Linked DNA regions of Mus musculus: all the other regions are linked to region 1. Evidence: chromatin contacts called from public Hi-C and HiChIP or PLAC-seq data. All regions are on one chromosome and are shown on one strand. Each heading gives the region's core, a stretch centred on a gene start, on an enhancer-like site or on the middle of the called end of the contact. The rest is flanking DNA. Distances are from core to core; before and after follow the strand shown. Region 1 holds the start of 5033403F01Rik (RIKEN cDNA 5033403F01 gene). Region 2 holds the start of Smim13 (small integral membrane protein 13). Region 3 holds the start of Tmem170b (transmembrane protein 170B).

Region 1 (3,041 bases), core at 442-2,941:
GCAATACAATGTTTTTCATCAAGAGTCACGGGATCTGTTTCCCTCTCAAGGATAGAGTTTGGGCATGAGGTTATCTTTTGTGGGAATAGTTCCTTGGTTCTTCTGTTTGTTCTGTGGTTAGTCAAAAGCTATCAACATGCTGAGACTGCGCTTCTTGTCTTCACATTAAGAGTATGCATTCCTCATGAGTCCACAGGCAATGGTAACCCTGTTTCGGATCTAGCTTTGTGGCTGGCCATAACTGCAGTCTTCCTTGCTCCTATTGGCAAACAGGGCTGCTCTTACCTGCTTACTCTCTCACTCACCTCATCCCTAATTCCACGGTAACAGTTGGTAAATGCTTGGTTTTCATTCCCAGTGGACATATCTGAGGGCAATGTGCCACACCAAAGGAATAGGAAAAGCAAAGCAAAGTGAGGCATGTCGTGCCTGACGGGGGTTAGATGAATTCTAAAGTGTTGTTTGGATATGACCCATCAAGAACAAGTTGCAAACCACGGAGAGGGTTTTAGGTTTCAATGAGATGGTAAAAGCCATTAAAGCATTGAGAGCAAAGCAGCATCAAATCCTGCTCTTGGGCAGAATTAGGCTGTAAGGAAGTAAAAGATAATAGAAGCCAGCTAGGCTATTGTGATTGCCTAAGCAAGAGTGGGTGGACCTTAACCCCTCTTGTATTCCAGATTTATATTACCATTTACCTTCTCACCTATGTCCTATAACTCCTTAAGGGCTGGAAGTCCATATAAGCTACTTATAAATTATGCATATGACCCTACACATAGGCACATTCAACAGGTGTTTGATAAATAATGTTCCTTCTTGGCTGACAGTTGTTTTACTGCTACTATTTGCTATTGTTGAGCCATAGAATGACATCTCTAAATGTCTAAATGGGCTTTGTTATTCTCTTTAGGATTTTTTCTTTCCTCCCCTTTTTTTAAAGTTTCAACTTTCATACAAAACTGGCTTAGCAAGGCTGGTATTTTTAAAATGTCTAGCTGGACCTTTTCCCTCACCACTTCAGAGATTCTCTCCTAAGGCATAAATGCTTCCCAATGCCTAATTCTTGTGAAATTTTAAAACTTACACACATCTGACCGGATTGTAACGTTTCTGTTGACACTATTCACCCCTTTTCAAAGCAGACTCTTGAATACTATTCCGGTTAAGGTAATCGTAATAATCCTTATCGCCAAGCCCATCTTGGCATTTTCTTCATTGTATCTCAGTAACTGTAAGTGTAGCTCTCAATGTGGAATAATTTATGATATTTGGCGATCAAATATCAGAGATTTTATAACATTTGTCAGACTCCAAGCCAGGGATTTACATTTCAAGCAGTGAGTGGCATGTCAACACAATCCTGGTTCATTTCTGGCCAATTACAAACCATCATCACTGTAAGGGCATGTGACGCAGGCTTCCTGTTTCTTCAGTCCACCTTGGCCAGAAGGGTAGGAGTGAGTCCGGAGAACTGGGACAGGAAAGTAGTTGAGAAGCAACTTCATCCCTTTGAATCAAAAGGTGGAGGCTGGGGAAAGGGAACCTCAGGCTGCTGAGATCCGGCTCGAGCACTCTAAACCTTGGCATCCTTCACACGCCCCGGCTCACGATCGCGGATGTGAAGTCAACTGGGTCGCAGAAGCCACGAGATGGACAGGACCCTTGCTCAGAGCACGCAGGAGCAGGGTGGAGAGGTAGAAACAGCCGAGGGGGTGGGGAGGGCGAAGGGGCGGAGCCGCGCGCCGGCGCACGCGCACAGAGACGCCTAGGCGGAAGTGGCGCGCAGGGTCCGGCGTGTGAAGACCTTCCGGGGAGGTGGCGGCCGAGGCGGCCGTCGCGGGAGCAGACCCGGAGGCGGAGACGGAGACCGAGGAGGTGACAGCGGCGGAGCTGGGAGGTGGGGGTCTTGCTGCGCGGCCAGGCGTCGTCAGGCAGAACTCGGGTGGGCTCCCACACCGTGTCAACAGAGAAGGTGGACGCCGCCGCCGTCGGGGTGGTCGGGGCGCGCGCTTCCGGGAAGAGCATCGTTCCCTGTTGGCCTGAGAACCCCCGGGCCGGACCCCTCCTCTACCCTGCTCTCTGTGCTCAGAGACTTGGTCTCTCGGATTCCCTTGGCTGTTTTTGCAGTTCAGAGTCATTTCCGGGTCTGTGTCCGCTCTCTCCGTTACCTGGTGACTGTTTGCCTTGCAGCGAGTTGACTGTTCTTGCAGGGCTGCTAAGTTTATGTCGCTGAAATCCCTGTACGTTCTTTCGGGCTTTACAGCTGAATTCTCTTCTCCTTTCTTTCTTCCTACCTTGTCTGTCTATCTTTCCGTGTCTTCCTTCTTTCCTCCTTCCTTTTCTCTTCTTTGGGAAAAACACTGAAAGATTTTGTTAGTTTACTATCATGAGTTGTTTGTTTTGAGTTTTTTTGTTTGGTTGGTTTTTTGTGTTTGAATGAATTACATCTGCGTTACTTCTACAGTAGATTATCAGAATCCCGAATTTTAGTTAAACATTTCTGTTACAAGTGAGTTGAGATAGTTTGAGACTTGGAGGGGAAAGACACTGACAACGTTTGAAAAATATTTTAGATAGCATTACTTCTGCTTAAAGTCTACTTTAAATCCTATTGTTAGCCCTTGAGGGGAATAGAGTTTCGGAAATCACCAGTCTCTCACCCTTTTGTGTGATAAGGTATGGGAGAAATCACAATCTTGTTTTTCTGCTCTTTGATCTTATCCCACACCTGGAACCCAGTTGTGAAGACATGATTGTTACTAGAGCGTTGCAGGTTTCTGGCGAAGCTGGGACTTTTCCAGGCTGTGCACATGATAAGTTTTCCTCCCATTCCAGCTTTGTAATAGAAAGCGTACCTCCTTCACATTAAAAAAAAAAAAAAAAAAAAGACTAGGTTAAGAGATAAGGTGAGGCCAGCAAGCTGACAGGTAAGAGCACCTGAGGCCAAGCCTGTGGCCAAGCCCAGAACCAATAAGGTGAAATGACAGAGAACCAGTTCCCAGGAGTTGTCTTCTGACCCTTGCTTGCCATCTGTGGCA
Region 2 (3,489 bases), core at 390-2,889, 2.3 Mb before region 1:
TGCGCCACCACAGCTGGGCAAAACTGGCCATCTTTAATCCTAGGGTTTGGAAGGCTGAGGCAGTTGGACCTCCATGAGTTCAAGAACAGCCTGGTCTACATGGTGAACTCCAGGCCAGCCAAGGCTACGTAGTGAGACCCCGATTTTAAAAAGGATTCTTTAGATCTAGAACCACTAGAATTAGCCAAAAATGTTAGAGTTGGGACTAGCTCTGTATGTAGTTCAACATGTGCTGAGCATATGTGAAGCCTTCGGTTCAGTCAGCATTACTGACAAAATTTAAATACACATATAGGTGTCTAAATATGTAAGTGCATATCTTTCCAAATATAGCTACTGGACTGAGCATTAACTATGTAAGAATAAGCTTTACAGTATTTATAAAATTTTAACCCAATACTCCATCACTTCAAACCCATACTTGGTCTTCTAAATACCAGTGCTTACTGTCATTTATTTGAAATACTCTCCAAACTCTCACAATTGTTCAGTCTCCTGGCTGAGACCTGTGGTTATCAGCTATGTGCATAACGAATTAAGAGGGATGGAAAACACGCCATGAGAACAGTTTAACGTTCCTTCCCTCCTGGGAAGAGAAGTACACAGCAGCAGACCAAACAGCCCCAGGACAGCAGAACCAAGATAAGGTTCCCTGACCCTGGAAGTTTATTACCGCCAGTGGTGTTTTTTTTTTTTTTTTTTTTTTTTTTTTTTTTTTTTGGCTCTGCCCATTATCAAGTAGGCTGGGAATTTGGTTAAAGCCTGAACTTGGAAGTAAACAAACAGCTTCACGTGCGCTGGAAACCCAAAAGGTGATGAAATCTCTCACTAGGTTCAGAACATCCAAATAAAAAGATGAAACCGATCACTGCTCCTTCGAATACAGGCCACGGTGAAAGATCTGGGTAGGCTGTGGCATTATGGCAACCAAGGACAAACCTGCCGGGGAAGCAGAAACGTGCTTCTACCTCGAGTCAGGATGCCAGACCTGAAGGTTCGCTGAGCCTGAAGGTTCGTGATGCCCGGGCGACCTGCCCTGAGCAAGAGGCATGACTCCTCTAAACTCGGTCTTGGGAGCCCGGTGGCCACCGAGACCACCGAGGTGATCACCGTGGACACTTGTCCACGCGAGCTTTCCCGACCGCCCCCGGCGTTACCCCCCACTCACCGCACACCATCAGCAACAGGACGATCAGCAGCGTGGCCACGAACACCAGCAGGGTCAGCCCCACGTTGTGCCACATTTTGAGAGCTGGGGGGTGGGCGCGGGCTCAGCGGCGGGCGGCAGAGCGGCGGGGCGGCATGGACCGCGGGTGCCCGAGGGCAGCGCCCCCAGGGGGCGGAACTTGGCGGTGCGGGGGCGGGCCGCGACGGGACCGGCCCTCAGACCTGCCCCCGGCCGGGGCGACCGAGTCGCTGGTGGAGCGGGCCTTGGGACGCCACTACCGCCTCCTCATCGCTCCGGGGAGCCGGAGCCACGGCGAGCGGAGAGGCCGGCGACGGACGGACGCGCTGCCATGGCGGACGTCGAGGCGGGGAAAGAGTGATCTGGAGGTGGCGCGGCGAACGCCAGGCCCTGGCTGCAGCTCACTCGAGGTCCCCCTCCTCCCTCGGAGACGCCAGATGTCAACCACTCCCCGAGGCCGCTGCAGCTGCTCCTCCGCTCCCCGCCCCCTCCCCCGCGGTAGCTCATCACCAAGCACCCACTCCGCAGCGACTCAGCCGCTGCGCGAGGCCTGCTGGGTAATGTAGTGCAAAGATCGGCGAGAGCTCCAGGTCTCCGCCCAGCAACGAACTACCACTCCCAGGAGTCAACGCTGCTCCGGCTTCTCCTTGCTCTCCTTTCCCGTCCCCTGTGCCTTTGGTGTTCTTGAGCCGCCACCTCCAACTTAGAGACTGCTGATTCTTGTTCTCAAGACTGTGCGTCGGACTGTCTCCCTGCCGAGGTGCCAGTTACATTTCAGCCGTTAATTCAAATACAAAATTGGTTTTAGTGAGCAAAAGGGAAAAGAGGATGGCTGTTGCCTGAAAAACAGGTTGTACTTGAACCCAACCTATTGCTCCCGGCAAAGGTTAGTTACTTGTGAGGAAATAAGTCCCCTGACGTCAGAATCTGGAAAGCCTTCCCCCTCCCCCAGCAACAGATGTTGTGTTGTGTTTTCACAGATAGTACGCTTCAGAAGTAACTGGTGAGTGACTTAGAGACATCTGTGCTCTTAATTCACCTACCTGTTTAGCAAGTTTCGTTCTGTTGTCTCCTTTAATTCAAGCAACATCTGGCCAACAGCCAAAGGTTTTGCCACATTTGCTTGAACTAACTTCTGAAAAACAAGGTATTTATCTCAAGTCCTTTTTTTCTATTTGAAATTAAAACTCCCAGTTCTGCCACATCTGTTAACGCAAGAGGTGATCAGCCCTTTCCTCCCTGAGAAATCAAGGCTTTCGCCTTCCACTGCAACTCTGTGCTAGCCATTCCCAGATGCCCTACTGTGTAAACTGCTTTCCAGCTAAGACGCAGCATAAAAATACATCAAGGCATTACTGGCTTTGCGCAAGATTTAATATACAGTTCCTGTGGAGAGAGTTGAGCTCGATGCAATAAATTTAGAAATCAACTTATTCATTTTTAGCAGATGATCCAACTCACTTGCATAACGGAGCACGTTTGATTTACAATCTGGTTGAAAGGAATACATTTGAATAGATCTAGTTCAAAAGAAATCAGGAAGAATCCAGACCTTTTTACCTTCTCTTTCATTCACATACAACAAACACTTCTGTGTGCTCTGGACTTCTTTGAGGTGCCAAGGATAAAGCCATGGCAGGGGCTGGTGAGATGGCACTGACTGCCCTTTCCGAAGGTCCTGAGTTCAAATCCTAGCAACCACATGATGGCTCATGACCATCCGTAATGAGATCCGATGTCCTCTTCTGTCAGAAGACAGCTAGAGTGTACTTATGTATAATAATAAATAAATCTTTAAAAAAAAGTCATGGCAATACAGACAATAACATAAATAGGGGTGTGCAAGGATTGCAAATCCCCAATGAAAATAAGTAAAGCACTGTGGCGAACATGGGGGTGTTGAGATTGTAGTCATCGAGAAAGAACTTCCTGAGGAAGTAACATCTGATCTGAGTCCTGAGTGAAAAATCCAACCATGGAAAGACCTACAGGAAGAGCGTCTACATAGGAAGAGCGGTGTGTGCAGCCCCCAAGAGCCAGATAAACTTGACCTCCCTTCCAACCCCTCAAGTCTGATGTGCATTTGACTCACCAAAAGGAACTCAAACTACAAATGCCCATCTCTTATCCCCACAGAGTGAATGCCAGTCTTCAGGGCAAGGAGCAGGCAAAGTAGATTTTTGTAAAGCTCCCAAGTGGATTATAATGTATCCTCCAAAACTGTGGCTCGCAAAGAATAATCTCAGATGTGCAGGATGCTCTGGGCACGTGTCAGAACTACCCTGGAACTATTGAATCAAGGT
Region 3 (3,470 bases), core at 367-2,866, 2.6 Mb before region 1:
ATATCACTAAGTTTTTAATCATTGTACTTTAATAAACAATTCATGCTTTATAAATGTGAATCTGTGGGCAAATACGAACAAGGTCATAAGTAAAATAAAGGGATCTATCTTGAGATGATCTTTATGTAAATTTAACTTTTCAGAACTATAAAAATGCAACTAAGAAGACGCCTCTGCTGGCTCCAGGGTCTCCTTTACTGGTGTGGTTTTCATAAGTAAGGAATTAAGCAACCTGAAAATTTATCTGGGTGGTACGCAATGCCGTTATATTTTTCTCCTTGAACATATGAACCCTGTATCATGCCAGATTTTGCCTATAAGTATACTACATACTATTAATTTGCTATCACACAGATTTTGAAATAGTAACGTTCAATTGGAGTTAAGACATTTTAAAGAACTGAGTTTTTGTTTGGGGTTTTGGTTGTGGTTTCACAAAAGCAGCTACTCCGGAGTCAAACTGTTGACCCTACTGCTTTCCAGTCAATATTACTCTTTAGACGCTATTTTTAAAACTCGGAACTCAAAAGAGTTTAAGCACTTCCACACTGAGAAAACCAGAAGTTTCTTCACAAGCAAACCTGCATATGAAATCATATTATGTGTACTAATGCTTACTCTGACAACCTGATGCTATAACGTAGCTAAACCCCATTCCCAATCACATTGATTAATGAAGGGAAATACACAGAATTCTCCAATTTCACAAATACAGCAACTTGAAGCCAGGAGACAGCCAGACAAAAGGAAATAGCAGAGAAGACAACTGTTTCGACTGCTCTAGACCTTGGTCCAGCCCCTGACCCCGCTATTATCTACTTAGTCATATCTCTCTCTCTCTCTCAACAAATAAAGGAACGAACGGTCGGTCCACCGTGATCACGGTGAGCAGGCAATAGGAGTACTGCAATTGGTTTGACATCTGTCAGCAAGAAAAAGGGCTAAACCAGGAAAGAAAGACTAAAAAAGATCGAAACTGCAAGAAGCGGTGTATGTGCGTGCGCGCGCGCACGGGGAAAGGCGGGGGGGGGGGGGGGGGTTAATGACAGAAACATGAACTGTGATCCAGTCGGGGCACTGGCGCGACTCGCGCGTGCTCCAGCGGCCCGCACCGGGCCGGGTTTGCGGACGCCCCGAACACCCGTGGAGTGGGTCCCCCACCGCTCCCTCCGCCCGGCGCATTACCCGTGAGGTTCCTCAGCACCGTGCCATGGGCCCAGAGGCTCAGGACCTGCTGCACCGACAGGTTGATCATCGAGTGGTCGGCGCCCTCCGCCCTCATCGTCCCCGCGGGGCGGCAGCGGGGCGCTCCGGGGGGCGCCGCTCGGCGGGTGTCGCAGGCAGCGTCCTCCCCGCCGGGGAGACATCGAGGAGCGCTGGCGGGCGAGGCCTGGGGCCGCGGGAGGGACCGCCGCTCCCGCTCAGGGCCCGCGTCGCGCCGCGGGGGCCCGCCACGCCACGAGGCCCGGGTCACGCCGTGAGGCCCGCGCGGAGCGGCAGCCGGCAGGGGCAGGCCGCGAGACGAGGCTCATCGCGGGGACGCGCGACGAGGCAGCGGCGCCCGGCCGCGGCACCTGCCGCCCGCCTGCCGCTCGGCCTTTGGGTAGCCAACACTCGAGGAGCCGCCCCCTCCGCCCGCGACCGCCCCGGGGCGCGCGCATGCGCGTGTCCGCTCCTCGGCCCCGCCTCCCCGGGGGTGAGCGGCTGCGCACGCGCACTGCCTCCCCCCCGCTCCTCGCGCGCGCGCGCGCGCCGCCCTAGGCACCCGGGAGCTCAGGCTGTCGTCGGCTCCCAGCGTCCGCCCGCAGTGGGGCGGAGGGAGCGCCACCTACGTCACTGGCGCCACCGCTGGGTCTCGCCGCTCATTGGCTGCTCCGAGGGAACAGACTCCAAGCCCCTCGCCCCCTCCTGACTGCGCGCCCCCGGAAACCTGAAACCGGTGAGCTGGGCGGGGATGAGAGAGCTGTGTATAGGTCCCGGGAGCTGCCAGGATTTTTGGAGCCTGCGCTTCGCTGCTCCAGATCCTTCCCTCTCCGTGAGGGCGTCTGCGAGCAACTTTTTGCAAAGGTGTAAATGCTCAAGATTTCATTTGTAGGGTTGTCTGAGAGTGCGTCCAGTGACCTGGATACGCCCCTCCCTTTGCTAAATCTACTAAAACAGAAATAGATCCTCTTTGTCATTTCAGCCAGTCTTCTGGCCGGCCAGCAGTAAAATACGAACTCCCCTTAGCTGCAGGATCTGAAACCACTTATTGACGCAGGGCCCCGTAGGTGTCCGAATGAATCCTCCTGGCCAAGGCTGGCTCTAGCGCTTCTTCCAGATAGGACTCTTTTCATCTAAAATTGTGAATCTCCCCAGCACTTAAACTAACTCAGCTTCGTCTCCCTGTCCTTCAAATCCAAGGTCAGCCTCAGAAGCATCTTAACTCCAGTTATGCTAGTTACAGTCTTCCTTGATGTTTGAAACCTTTTAACTTGAAATTAAAAAAAAAAAAATCGTGTTTGCATAAAAAACGTTAGTGCTCCTCACCCCATCCCCCTCGCCCAATTCCATCTTTTTCCAAATACTCTGCTGCTAAAGTTTACAGAAGGAAGTGAAGAAAGAATAGCTAAGCCAATCAAGTGTTTTTGCCCAGTAACTGAAGATTCGAATTGCCTAAATATTGTTGCTTTTGGTGAGCACCTTAAAAATGACAATAATGTATATGCAGGTTTATATTTATGCATGTTTTTGTTTTGCTCCCACAATATAGAAAAAAGTTTGGGCGTCATTAAGAGGAACCGTACTAAAACCTACTATGGTGTAGGGTTCAATGGCTGAATTAAATGTCAATTCAGGAGTATAGACTATCAGACATAAATGAGTTTAACATCAAATTCATTTTAGATAAAGAAGGGGCTTCATTTCTTTCTTTGTTGTTGTTGTTGTTGTTGTTGTTCTTCTTCTTCTTCTTCTTCTTCTTCTTCTTCTTCTTCTTCTTCTCCTATTTTTTTAAATTCTTCCTGGCAGCCATAGTATATGTCCTATCTTTCTAGTCTGAATTAAAGTTCAGAATGGGAAGTTAACCTCATGGTGCTGCGAAGGGATTTAACATTATTAGGTAACATGAGCACATTCACTGACAGATATAGCCAAGCCTCCGAAGGACATGTTAAACTCTCCTGTCGTCAGCTTACAAAATGAACCAGAAAACCTGCTTAACTAGCCAAAGAAGAGATGTTTGTAACAACCGCAGAAAATCACTCATGCTAATGGAGGGCTGTGGTTGCACCAACTACACAGAGGTCCCTTTTGTATCAGCAACACCCATCCTACTACTAGGCTGCCAGGAAAAACTGCTGCCCTAGGCAGAAGCAGTTGCAGGATCAGCTAGAGTCTATCAAGGGCTGTATAGCAAACAGTACAGGGCAAGCTGTTTGAAGCTCCCTTCCTAAGGCATCCATGGATTGTTCCAGATACTTGGTGCTGGT

What was found. Hi-C and Micro-C count contacts between places; a contact is called where the count stands out from the background. HiChIP or PLAC-seq counts read pairs in DNA pulled down with a chosen protein or histone mark.
Region 2: a contact with region 1 is called in a Hi-C map of CD8 T cells, with 5 times the contacts expected there. The contact joins the promoter of Smim13 here to the promoter of 5033403F01Rik in region 1. A contact is called at or near these places in 2 of 39 promoter capture datasets (cranial neural crest and hippocampal neurons) and 1 of 484 Hi-C or Micro-C datasets (CD8 T cells).
Region 3: an H3K4me3 HiChIP or PLAC-seq map of pro-B cells shows a contact between it and region 1, with 7 times the contacts expected there. The contact joins the promoter of Tmem170b here to the promoter of 5033403F01Rik in region 1. A contact is called at or near these places in 3 of 39 promoter capture datasets (embryonic stem cells, hippocampal neurons and liver) and 1 of 115 datasets of contacts at active chromatin or transcription factors (pro-B cells).

What each region holds. Positions count from the first base shown.
Region 1 is chr13:38,959,269-38,962,309 of GRCm38.p6, reverse strand. 5033403F01Rik (RIKEN cDNA 5033403F01 gene) reads right to left here and starts at 1,691. Exons shown (of 3, transcript NR_131019.1): 1 at 1,088-1,691. It overlaps Slc35b3 (solute carrier family 35, member B3), which reads left to right and starts at 1,773. Exons shown (of 10, transcript NM_134060.4): 1 at 1,773-1,878.
Region 2 is chr13:41,247,994-41,251,482 of GRCm38.p6, reverse strand. It overlaps Smim13 (small integral membrane protein 13), which reads right to left and starts at 1,639. Exons shown (of 2, transcript NM_001135577.2): 1 at 1,169-1,639. The coding sequence starts at 1,244.
Region 3 is chr13:41,604,028-41,607,497 of GRCm38.p6, reverse strand. Tmem170b (transmembrane protein 170B) reads right to left here and starts at 1,616. Exons shown (of 3, transcript NM_001163572.2): 1 at 1,186-1,616. The coding sequence starts at 1,282. Gm32184 (a long non-coding RNA gene) reads left to right here and starts at 1,422. Exons shown (of 3, transcript XR_382252.4): 1 at 1,422-1,939.